Regions from separate parts of the Mus musculus genome. Here region 1 is linked to region 2. A link is a contact called in public HiChIP or PLAC-seq data. All regions are on one chromosome and are shown on one strand. The core of a region is the stretch at or near the end of the contact, and the rest is flanking DNA. Distances in the headings are between cores, read along the strand shown. Region 1 holds the start of Col2a1 (collagen, type II, alpha 1). Region 2 holds the start of Tmem106c (transmembrane protein 106C).

Evidence for each region. HiChIP or PLAC-seq counts read pairs in DNA pulled down with a chosen protein or histone mark.
Region 1: an H3K4me3 HiChIP or PLAC-seq map of embryonic stem cells shows a contact between it and region 2, with 49 read pairs. The contact joins the promoter of Col2a1 here to the promoter of Tmem106c in region 2. A contact is called at or near these places in 3 of 39 promoter capture datasets (the 3T3-L1 cell line, the SN4741 cell line and neural stem cells), 3 of 15 datasets of contacts at CTCF or cohesin (CD8 T cells, the NIH/3T3 cell line and embryonic stem cells), 13 of 484 Hi-C or Micro-C datasets (the G1E-ER4 cell line, the HL-1 cell line, embryonic fibroblasts and 6 more), 6 of 115 datasets of contacts at active chromatin or transcription factors (the SCID.adh cell line, embryonic stem cells, epiblast stem cells and 1 more) and 3 of 9 other capture datasets (adipose tissue, liver and pancreatic islet).

What each region holds. Positions count from the first base shown.
Region 1 is chr15:98,001,787-98,006,974 of GRCm38.p6, reverse strand. It overlaps Col2a1 (collagen, type II, alpha 1), which reads left to right and starts at 2,251. Exons shown (of 54, transcript NM_031163.3): 1 at 2,251-2,566. The coding sequence starts at 2,482.
Region 2 is chr15:97,960,224-97,965,703 of GRCm38.p6, reverse strand. It overlaps Tmem106c (transmembrane protein 106C), which reads right to left and starts at 1,475. Exons shown (of 8, transcript NM_001252153.1): 1 at 1,369-1,475; 2 at 674-864. The coding sequence starts at 854.

The DNA of each region.
Region 1 (5,188 bases), core at 1,002-3,501, 40 kb before region 2:
CTAGTAAGGTCAGATGACACTACCTTTGTTAACCATGAGCTATGTTAACCACGGACTGTCAGACACCCAGTAAGAAGGACGCATAAGTTCCCGCCAACTAGACTGTCCCTTTTCCGTTCTTTTCAGTCCCATCTCCGTGCTGTGTAGGAGGAGACTCTAGAGTTGGCCGTGGAATCTCAGTGATTTCTATTTATTCCAGCTTCGTCCACTTCAACTCTAGTTCAAATCTGGTAGTTATTACTTTTTTTTTTTTTTTTTTTGAGACAGGGTTTCTCTGTGTAGCCCTGGTTGTCCTGGAACTCACTCTGTAGACCAGGCTGGTCTCAAACTCAGAAACCTGCCTGCCTCTGCCTCCCAAGTGCTGGTATTAAAGGCGTGCAACACCACTGCCCTGCCAATTTTGTTTTTAGTTGCAGGAACTGGAGAGCTGAATTGAGTTCTTTTATGCAGATATTGCATATATATACATATATGTGTGTATATATGTGTGTGTGTACATGTTTGTCTATGTATATATATAGGCAGAAAAACAACGCACTCTAAATATATTAGGAAGGGCAGCTCAGAGACCCAATGAAATCTGTAAAGATGTGTGAGAGTTACAAACTGACTTCCAAGCCAAGACTGGACACCTATGGTCCAAAGAAGACTTGGGCACTGCAGACTTAAAGCCACCTTTCTAGCAGAGACTGAGGCAAAAGGATCTAGCATTGAACGAAAATCCTTGAATAGCCTGGGAAGGTGTAAGAAAGACTCAAGCAACCCCCACCCTAGACTGGTTGAAACCCAGTGGCATTTTACATTAAAAAACAAACAAACAAACAAACAAACAAACAAACAAAACACTCTCTACTTCTCCAGCCAGTACACTTGCAGGGAAATTACGTTCTACACACTCGAAGTTCTTTGTTTCCATCCTGAGAAACCCCAAAGTCTGAGGTGGTGTGGTGTGCTGGGTAAGCCCCCACACACTCCAGCATTCCCTGGGAGTGTCGGTCAGGTCCATAGAGGTGGCTTCTCCCAAGGACTTCCAGCTTCCTGGAGGAAAGCAACACAGAAACCCACTTCGAGACAAAGGAGTTACTGCTTAAATCAGGTCTTAATTTCCAAGTTTCACTTTGCTTAAAGTTCACCGGAGGACCATCTCACTCCTGAAGGAAAGATGTATTTGGGGACTCATCCTCACCCTCTTGTTCTCAAAGGAGACTTCCGGGAACATAGCAAGGGCTAGGCCGAACCTCCGCAGTTTGGGCTAAGGTGGGGGGGTGGGGAGCAAGGAAGGTAGGTGAGGCTGGAGGTCCAGGGATAGGGGAAGACTTGGAGAATGAGGTTGGGGTGGGGGAATAACTAGGAAACTCTGGCGCTTTCCCCGCCCCTCACAAAGCCGAGTCCAGCTGGAGCCACCTCCAGACTCTCTGGCCAGAGCCTCAGAGTGGCCAACAGTCCCTGGCCAGCGGTTGCTCTATCCAGGCTAAGGGCACCCACTCCCCTGGAGATTCCTGAACCTGGGCCAGGAAGAGCCGAACTAGACAAGCGTCTCCAATCCATCCCGTTTTGTCCCCGGGGTTGTCTGCAGTCCCGTTAGTCCCTTCCCTGGCCTGTTCGCCCCTTAGACCTCCACACAGGTCTCCCTCTGTGTAGGAATTCACCAGACCCTGTCCTAGCCACCCGCTCAGTTCCCCCTTCTACCTAGGCCTTTTCTAGCTAGTTGGATGGGGGATGGGTTAGGGAGGCTGTGGTCCCCGAGACTCCAGGTGGGAGCTCACGGGCAGGTACTCCGCAAAGGAGCTGGAAGGCAGGTCTGGAAAACTGTCCCCCAGATTTAGGATTCTGGACAACGTCCATCTGCTCATGCTTTGGTCCCCCACGCACCTCCCCGCCTCCTAAATTCCCCATCCCCACCTTTCTTGCTCCTTTCTGTTGCTTCGTCCTCTCTGCCTTGGGTCTAAAACTCCAGGCTTATGCCTCTGCAAACAACCCCCTCCCTTCTAACCCCAGCAGAACTCCGAGGAAAGGGGCCCGATGCTCCCCCCCTTCCCGCCTGTGGTTAGAGGGGGCAGTGTGGCAGTCCCAAGTGGGGGCGACCGGAGGCTGTCTCGGTGCCCCGCCCGATCAGGCCACTGGGCACATTGGGGGCGGGAAGCTGGGCTCACGAAAGGGGCGACTGGCCTTGGCAGGTGTGGGCTCTGGTCCGGCCTGGGCGGGCTCCGGGGGCGGGGTCTCAGGTTACAGCCCCGCGGGGGGCTAGGGGGCGGCCCGCGGTTTGGGCCGGTTTGCCAGCCTTTGGAGCGACCGGGAGCATATAACTGGAGCCTCTGCCGGGGGAAGACGCAGAGCGCCGCTGGGCTGCCGGGTCTCCTGCCTCCTCCTGCTCCTAGGGCCTCCTGCATGAGGGAGCGGTAGAGACCCGGACCCGCTCCGTGCTCTGCCGCCTCGCTGCGCTTCGCCCGGGCCAGGCTCTGCCAGGCCTCGCGGTGAGCCATGATCCGCCTCGGGGCTCCCCAGTCGCTGGTGCTGCTGACGCTGCTCATCGCCGCGGTCCTACGGTGTCAGGGCCAGGATGCCCGTAAGTCGCCCGCCGCCCCTGCCTACTTCCCTGACTTGTGACCCTTTTCCTCCTACTCCCTCCCCCAAGTACTGGTCCGGGTTAGGGCGCTAAGTCCTAAGCGCAGAGTATACAGGAGTACACTGATCCTAATTCTGCGAGTAAGGACCTCTGTCGCAGCATCTTCAGTGAGAGTCACGATTGGAGACTTTCTCAGGTCCCTGCGTTAAGCAAGGATATGCAACAGGTTTGAACACAGACGCATCACCTTCCACCAGCTTTGACCAGGACGTTTCGAGCTCAGTAAAAGAAGCCCCACACTTAAAAGTAGGAGAGAAATCGAGAGACGCCTACGGGTTGATTTATCAGCCTAGTCTAGGGGTTAGACGCTGCAGAACTCAAAGGGGCGCTAGACAAAGAACTAACTCTGACCCTGATGGGTTGAAATCTGAGGCCACAAAGAAAAAGCGGCTCCCGGCGACTTCAGCGCAGCTCTCCAGTCCCCTCCGCTATCAGGCTGGCCCACAGTAAGGTGCAGCCGGGCAGCCCTTCTTTGAAACTCGGCTCTCCCCTTGCCTCCGTTAGGCTGCAGGAATTTGACACTGAAAAACGTTGACATTGCAAACAGACCTGCTTTCCAAATGTGTCCCCAAGAGCACCCACCCGCACACACACACACTGTATACCCTACAATGAGTTACTTTACAGCGTGTGTAGCCGTGGATGGATATGGGGTCAGGCTAGTGACCTGCGTATGGCTATCGTTAGAGGTGGCAGCTGTATAGCCTCGGTCCAAGGGCGGTTCCCGCACCTTTCCATCTCCTCCCTGGGTAAGATCCACTGTCTGGGATTATATTCAGGACAACCGAAGCCTGGAAAGTGTATTAGGTAGAGAATTTTCTTCCACGTGTTTGGGCACGTTTCCGACGGGTAGGGTTCCAGCCCTGTCTTTCTCTGTATGTTACAGACTGTTAATCAATCGCAGGTGAAACTGTTTGGACAGTAGGTGGGGATCAAAGACCCTCTGCCCGTGAGACTCTGTGCTCTTTCCCCTGCCACCAGGCTGTCTCCAGAGATGCTTTAGAAGGAGGCGGGCCCGGGCGGACTTTTTGCTCTTTAGCTTGGCGGACCCGGCGGGGGGCAGGGCTAGAGCGGGGAGCGCTGCCGCGAGAAGCCCGGGATAGCACTTTCCGACCCCGCCGCGCAGGGTGGCAGGGTGGCGAGCTAAGCCAGAGTCCTGCGTTCGAGCTCTGGGGGCGGGGGTGGGGGGGCATCGAAGTGTTTGTATGTGGTCTGAGATAGGCCTGACTGTATTTTTTGTCCTAAACTTTCAAGCACACACCCCACAAAGCTGCGGTCTTGACCGGTGTTCTTTATGGAGCGCAGTGGAGTGAACTGAGCGTCTTAACGCTTTCTCGAATTCTTCATCTGATAGCAGAGGCGCTCGCTTAAGTGTCAAAGAGCTCTCTCTCACTGCTGCAACCTTTTTGACAGAGTGAATTCCACAGCTTTGTATGAGTGTGGGTGGGTGGGGGGAGGTTGTCTAAAACTTTCGGTCTCTTACGATTCTGCATCTGACCATGCCCCCCCCCCCCAAAAAAAATCGTTGGTTTTACACCCCAGCTTGCCTCACCAATGGCAGACACCCCACACTCTAGCCTTGGATCCACAGGACCCAAAGACCTGACGTGGGGCAAGGCGTAGCCTGTGTGGACGTTAGGAATGTCAGAAACCTAGAGTCCACCGCGCTCCTCCTCTCCATCTTTCCACGAGTTTGGGAAACTTGTTGGCCGCGAAGACATTGACCCACATCTGCATTTCTCAGCCCTAGCCTTCCAAAAGTGCTGCTGGTTCGGGAGGGGAGACCTCAGTCCTCCTTTGTGAGACTTGTTTGCGTTGGGGGATTGGCAGCGATGGCTTCCAGATGGGCTGAAACCCTGCCCGTATTTATTTAAACTGGTTCCTCGTGGAGAGCTGTGAATCGGGCTCTGTATGCGCTTGAGAAAAGCCCCATTCATGAGAGGCAAGGCCCAGTGGGTCCCCCAACTCCCCGACCCCCCTCTCCCACAATGCACAGCCTCCCCGCCCTCATCCCCCCCCCACCCCCCGTGCCCGCCTGCCGCCACCTCCCGGGCTCCAGCCCCGCGCACAGCGGCGACGAAGCAAAACAGTTCCCCGAAAGAGGTAGCTTTTTAATTGGCCGGCCACAAAGAATCACTTATGCCGCACGGCGGTAACGAGGGGAACCGGATCGGGCGGCCAGGATGCTATCTGTAGCCCCTTTCGTGCCACAATTAGGGTGGTGCTGGCTTCTTCGGACCGCACCTAGGCGATCTGGTTACAGCGTTGGCTCCTTTCTTGGGCAGTCATTTAATCCTACATTTTACTCTACGGATGTCTGTCTGCTGGAGGGCTGTGTCCGGAGCCCCAGCCACAAAGAGTCAGCCAGCAGCTCTCACACCCGGCCAGACCCGCCCCTCCTTTGGCCCGCGCGGCCCTAGGGCGCCCTTCCTGGGGAACCCGATCAGCTTTCACGACGCACCCTCTCCAGGATTTTCTCGGGTTGTCCTAGGCAGTCTTGGGCAATAGAGTGCCATTTCTTAGTCAAGACAGGGCGTCACTAGCCTTTCCTCACCTCCAGCG
Region 2 (5,480 bases), core at 226-2,725:
TTCACAATGCTGTGGCCATCCTTATGAGCAAGAACGATAGAGAAACATCCTTGTCAACAGATCCCACAGCAGAGAAATAAACATTCCAAACCAGAGAGGGGCTGGGAACCCGGAGTGGCCTAGGAAGATGTCTCAGTGGATACAGACGGGATTAGGTCGGCCCACGGGGCGTGTCTGTGAGTGATTTTCTTAACTGGGTTTACTGAAATGTGAAGACCCTCCCTAAATGTGGGTGGCACCCATTTCATAGGCTGTATCTCTGAATGAATAGGGAAGGGGAAACCAGGTACGAGCACTCCTCGCTCGCTGTTTGCTGTGACTATAAGGTGACATAAGCGATTTCAAATTGCTGCTGTTGTATAACTTGTCCTCAGTGATGGAGCTGTGACCTGGAGCTGTGAATCAGAATAAACCTTCATCCCCTAAATTGCCATTGTCAGAGTATTTTATCAGAGCAACCAGAAAAGAAACTAAGGCATTAATAAAGGAGTAGAAATGAAGAAGAGAAAGGGTTCCGAGTGTAAGATTTAAAAAAAACAAAAAACAAAAAACCTGGAGTCTGTCCATTTATCAGGGCAGCGGAGCTGGCTACAATTCAGGGCGGGCTATGACTATGGAGGGCTGGCTGGAGCAGATGCCAGAGTGCTTTCCGTGTGATGGCCGATGGTCTCACCTGCTGGGATGTAGCCTGCTCCTTGGCAGGTGTGACAGGTGATGCTATTTCTCCCAGTGAACTCCACATAGGGGAACTGAGCGATGGCTTCCTCCTGATCTCTATCAGCCAGCAAGTCCTCCGGGTTGTCATCCTTCTTTCGCTGACAAAATGTGAGGGCAGAGGAGTGCTGAGACCCCATGTGTCATCTCCTATATGGGGAGGGGGGTGGTGAGCGCGTGTTAGTGTCCATGTGGGGCCGCTCTAGAGGTAAAAAAAAATCACTTCTGCATAAAGTGCAAAATACTGAGCAAGAGGCTGTTGTTCTAAGTGTGTGCCTGTGTGCGCAACACTGGCAGTTCCTACTGCGGCCTTCCTTTTGCAGCAGTGTCCCGTGTCGTGTCTGGCCTCCCCTCCCCCTGGAATAGGACGGCCCTCGCTGGATTAGGCTCTCTGCCCGGAAGACCCCATCTCCCCTCCTGCTCCCCCACCCCACCCCGCCGCTTCCTCCCCTCTGTTTGCAAACTCAAAAGGCAAACAGGCTGCACCTCGGGCACACAAACAACAGGCACCAGATTAATTAAAGGCCTCAGCGATCCCCATTCTCCTCCACTCCCAGCCGAGGAGGCGGGCTCAGGTCACGCCCCCGCACAAAAAAAGCCACGTTCCGAACGCGTTCAGGCCTCCGAGGCTCGGGAACGCGGGCGCCCCCGGACCTGTGGCGCACCAACTGCTGGCAGTTACTCCCGGGACCACTCCTCCCTCCACCTGCCCGCTCCAGCGAGTCCTCGGCGCGCCTCCGCCCGTGCGCACGCGCAGAACCGCAAGCCCGCCCGAGGACCCGGGCGAGCGCGAGCGCCTGCGCCTGCGCCCTGAGCTCCAGCGCGTCCCTCCTGCCGCGCAGCGGCAGCGCACCTACCCACCGGTAGGGGGCGACAGAGAACCGCGGAGGTGCTCGGAGACAGAACGTCGCTCCTCTATACCCCCAGATCTGAGCTTCCGGATCAGAGCGCTTCTGTGTGAGAGGAGGACGGCCAAAGCCATTCTCTCCGCACAGGGACACGGGGCATAAAGAAACCCAAAACCCAGAACCTGTACTAGGTCCCGGCAGAGGATCTGAATGCCTAAAGAGCTTATGGAGAACCACTGTGACAAGGGGCCTGATTGGAGGCAACTTCCATCGGAGTCCTGCTGGCTAGTCAAAAGAATGAAACCCAAAGCTAAGTTTTGCAAGGTGATCCTATTTCAGGACCACTATCCACAAAAAACGTGGGATGGGCATAAAGGGTTTGAGAGCTCCTCCGAAAGCTAAAGTGCCACAGAAGCGAAATGAAACTGGCGAAGAGGGCTAAAGAGCCCTGTGTGATGGTGCACGGGGCTTCCAGCATCTGAGAGACAGCAGGATCGCCACAAATTCAAATTAGCCTAGAACGTGAGTTTGAGGCCAGCCAGCAAAGTGAGACCCTGTTTTAAGAACAGCAAGAGAAGATTTATTTTATTTAAATGACGACCCTGTAGCCGTCTTCAGACACTCCAGAAGAGGGCATCAGATCTCATTACAGACGGTTGTGAGCCGCCATGTGGTTGCTTGGAATTGAACTGAGGACCTCTGGAAGAGCAGTTAATGATCTTAACAGCTGAGCCATCCCTCCAGCCCTACTTCTATGTCTCTTACTTAAATAAATCTGATGATATTGGGAGAAATAAAGGCTAAGCTAAAAACATATTGTTTGGTTGCAGTTAATGAACTCTGGTGATACTGTTCTGCCCAGTTTGGGGGAAGGTTGTAGATTTTTTTCTAGTAAAAATTCTGTGTCTCCTTAAAGTAGATAGAGACTCAGCTGATCCTCTCACTCTTCCTGTCTGGACTGTGAGCTTGGTATTAGAGATTAAAGTAGCTGTGTTGTGACCAAGAGGCCATGAGGAACTCTGGACAGAAGGATAAAAGAAATCAGGTCCCTGATAGAATTCTGATCTTCCTAGATTTCATGTTCTCACAGTGGGACACAATCCTAATAAATATAGACACAGCGCAAATAAAGAGGAAAGCTTGGTCTGTTAGTTGGTCTTGGTTTTGGAGTTTTTGTTTGGATGGTTTGATTTGGTTGTTTTTTGTTTATTTGTTTTTTTCATAATTTTTTGTATTATTTAAATGCACTTTATACATCAAACATATTAATATTATGGAGTATTTTGAGAATCAAATAATACATAAAATTTTGTTCAACTTTTATATTCATATCCTAAAAATATCATTAATGAATATTTAATACTATCCATAACTGAGGATCCTATATCTAACATTGAATACTAAATTGTTTCAAAACATACAAAATATTCTATTGTAATTAAGCATAGTAAAAGAGCATAAAATATTAAAAATGAATCATTAAGGAATATATTCAAAAGCCCTTATATGATAGCACCTGACATAGTGAGAGAGTATTTAAAATGCATTATATATCTGTGAACATTGTCTAACAATCAGTTTACTTTAAAAAGATTATCAGTGTTTCTAAGAGAGAAATTACTTTATCAGTAAGTATATTTTAAAAATTTCAAAATAGCAAAAACTTTTTGAAGTGAAACATTAAGAAAATGCTAAGTTCTAGCATAGAGAGAAAAATTATCAATAATATTTCCATGATGTTTGTAGAACATGATTTTACTATTTTCAACTGTTAATATTCAACAAACTGTAATTATTTTAAGATATACTTTGTTATGTCTCCCTTTTCATTTCTGATTTTATTAATTTGGATACTTTCTCTTTGCCCTCTGGTTAGTCTGGTTAAGGAAGGGTTTACGTATCTTTTTGATTTTCTTAAAGAACCAGCTGATGGTTTTGTTGATTCTTTGTATGGTTCTTTTTGTTTCTATTTGTTTGATTTCAGTCCTGAGTTTGATTATTTCCTGCCGTCTACTCCTTTTGGGTGAATTTGCTTGTTTTTGTTCTAGAGCTTTCAGGTGTGCTGCCAAGCTGCTAGTGTAAGCTCTCTCCAGTTTTCTTTTAGAGGCACTTAGAACTATGAATTTTCCTCTTACCACTGCTTTCTTTACATAAGTTTACATAAGTGTTACATAAGTTTTGGTATGATGTGTCTTCATTTTCATTAAATTCTAAAAAGCCTTTAATTTCTTTCTTTATTTCTTCCTTGAACAAGTTATCGTTGAGTAGAACATTGTTCGGCTTCCATGTGTGTGTGTGTGTGCTTTCTGTTGTTTTTGTTGGCATCTAAGAGAGCCTTAGTCCATGGTGATATTATAGGGTACATGGGATTATTTTAGTCTTCTTGTATCTGTCAAGGCCTGTTCTGTGGCTAATTATATGGACACTTTTGGTGAAGGTACCGTGAGGTGCTGAGAAGAAGGTATATTCTTTTTGCTTTAGGATGAAATGTTCTATAAATGCCTGTTAGATCCATTTGGTTCATAACTTCTGTTAGCTTCACCGTGTCTCTGTTTAGTTTCTGTTTCCATGATCTGTCCATTGCTGAGAGTGGGGTGTTGAGGTTTCCCACTATTATTGTCTGGGGTGCGATGTGCTTTGAGCTTTATAGTAAAGTTTCTTTTATGAATGTGGGTGCTCTTTCATTTGGAGCATAGATGTTCAGAGTTGAGAGTTCCTCTTGGTAGATTTTTTTTCCTTTGACCAGTATGAAGTGTTCTTTCTTATCTTTTTTGATGACTTTTGGTTGAAAGTTGATTTTATTCGATATTAGAATGGCTACTCCGGCTTGTTTCTTGGGACCATTTGCTCGGAAAATTGTTTTCCAACCTTTTACTCTGAGGTAGTGTCTGCCTTTGTCACTGAAGTGCGTTTCCTGTATGCAGCAAAATGCTGTGTCCTATTTATGTATTCAGTTTGTTAGTCTATGTCTTTTTTGGGGAATTGAGTCCATTGATGTTAAGAGATATTAAGGAAGAGTGATTGTTACTTCCCATTATTTTTGTTGTTAGAAGTGGGATTATGTTTGTGTGGCTATCTTCTTTGGGGTTTGTTGAAAGATTACTTTCTTGCTTTTTCTAGGGTGTAGTTTTCCCCCTTGTGTTGGTGTTTTCCATCTATTATCCTTTGTAAGGCTGGATTTATGGAAAGATATTGTGTAAATTTGGTTTTGTTATGGAATATCTTGGTATTTCCATCTATGGTAATTGAGAGTTTTGCTGGGTATAGTAGCCTGGGCTGGCATTTGTGTTCTCTTAGGGTCTGTATGACATCTGCTCAGGATCTTCTAGCTTTCATAGTCTCTGGTGAGAAGTCTGGTGAAATTCTGATAGGCCTGCCTTTATATGTTACTTGACCTTTTTCCCTTATTGCTTTTAATATTCTTTCTTTGTTTAGTGCATTTGGTGTTTTGATTATTATGTGATGGGAGAAATTTCTTTTCTGGTTCAGTCTATTTGGAGTTCTCTAGGCTTCTTGTATGTTCATGGGCATCTCTTTCTTTAGGTTAGGGAAGTTTTCTTCTATAATCTTTTTGAAGATATTTACTAGCCCTTTAAGTTGGGAATCTTAGCTCTCTTCTATACCTATTATCCTTAGGTTTGGTCTTCTCATTGTGTCCTGGATTTCCTGGATGTTTTGGGTTAGGAGCTTTTTGCTTTTTGCATTTTCTTTGACTGTTGTGTCAATGTTTTCTATGGTATCTTCTGCACCTGAGATTCTTTCTTCTATCTCTTGTATTCTGTTGATGATGCTTGCATCTATGACTCCTGATATCTTTCCTAGGTTTTCTAACTCCAGGATTGTCTCCCTTTGTGATTTATTTATTGTTTCTATTTCCATTTTTAGATCTTGGATGGTTTTGTTCATTTCCTTTGCCAG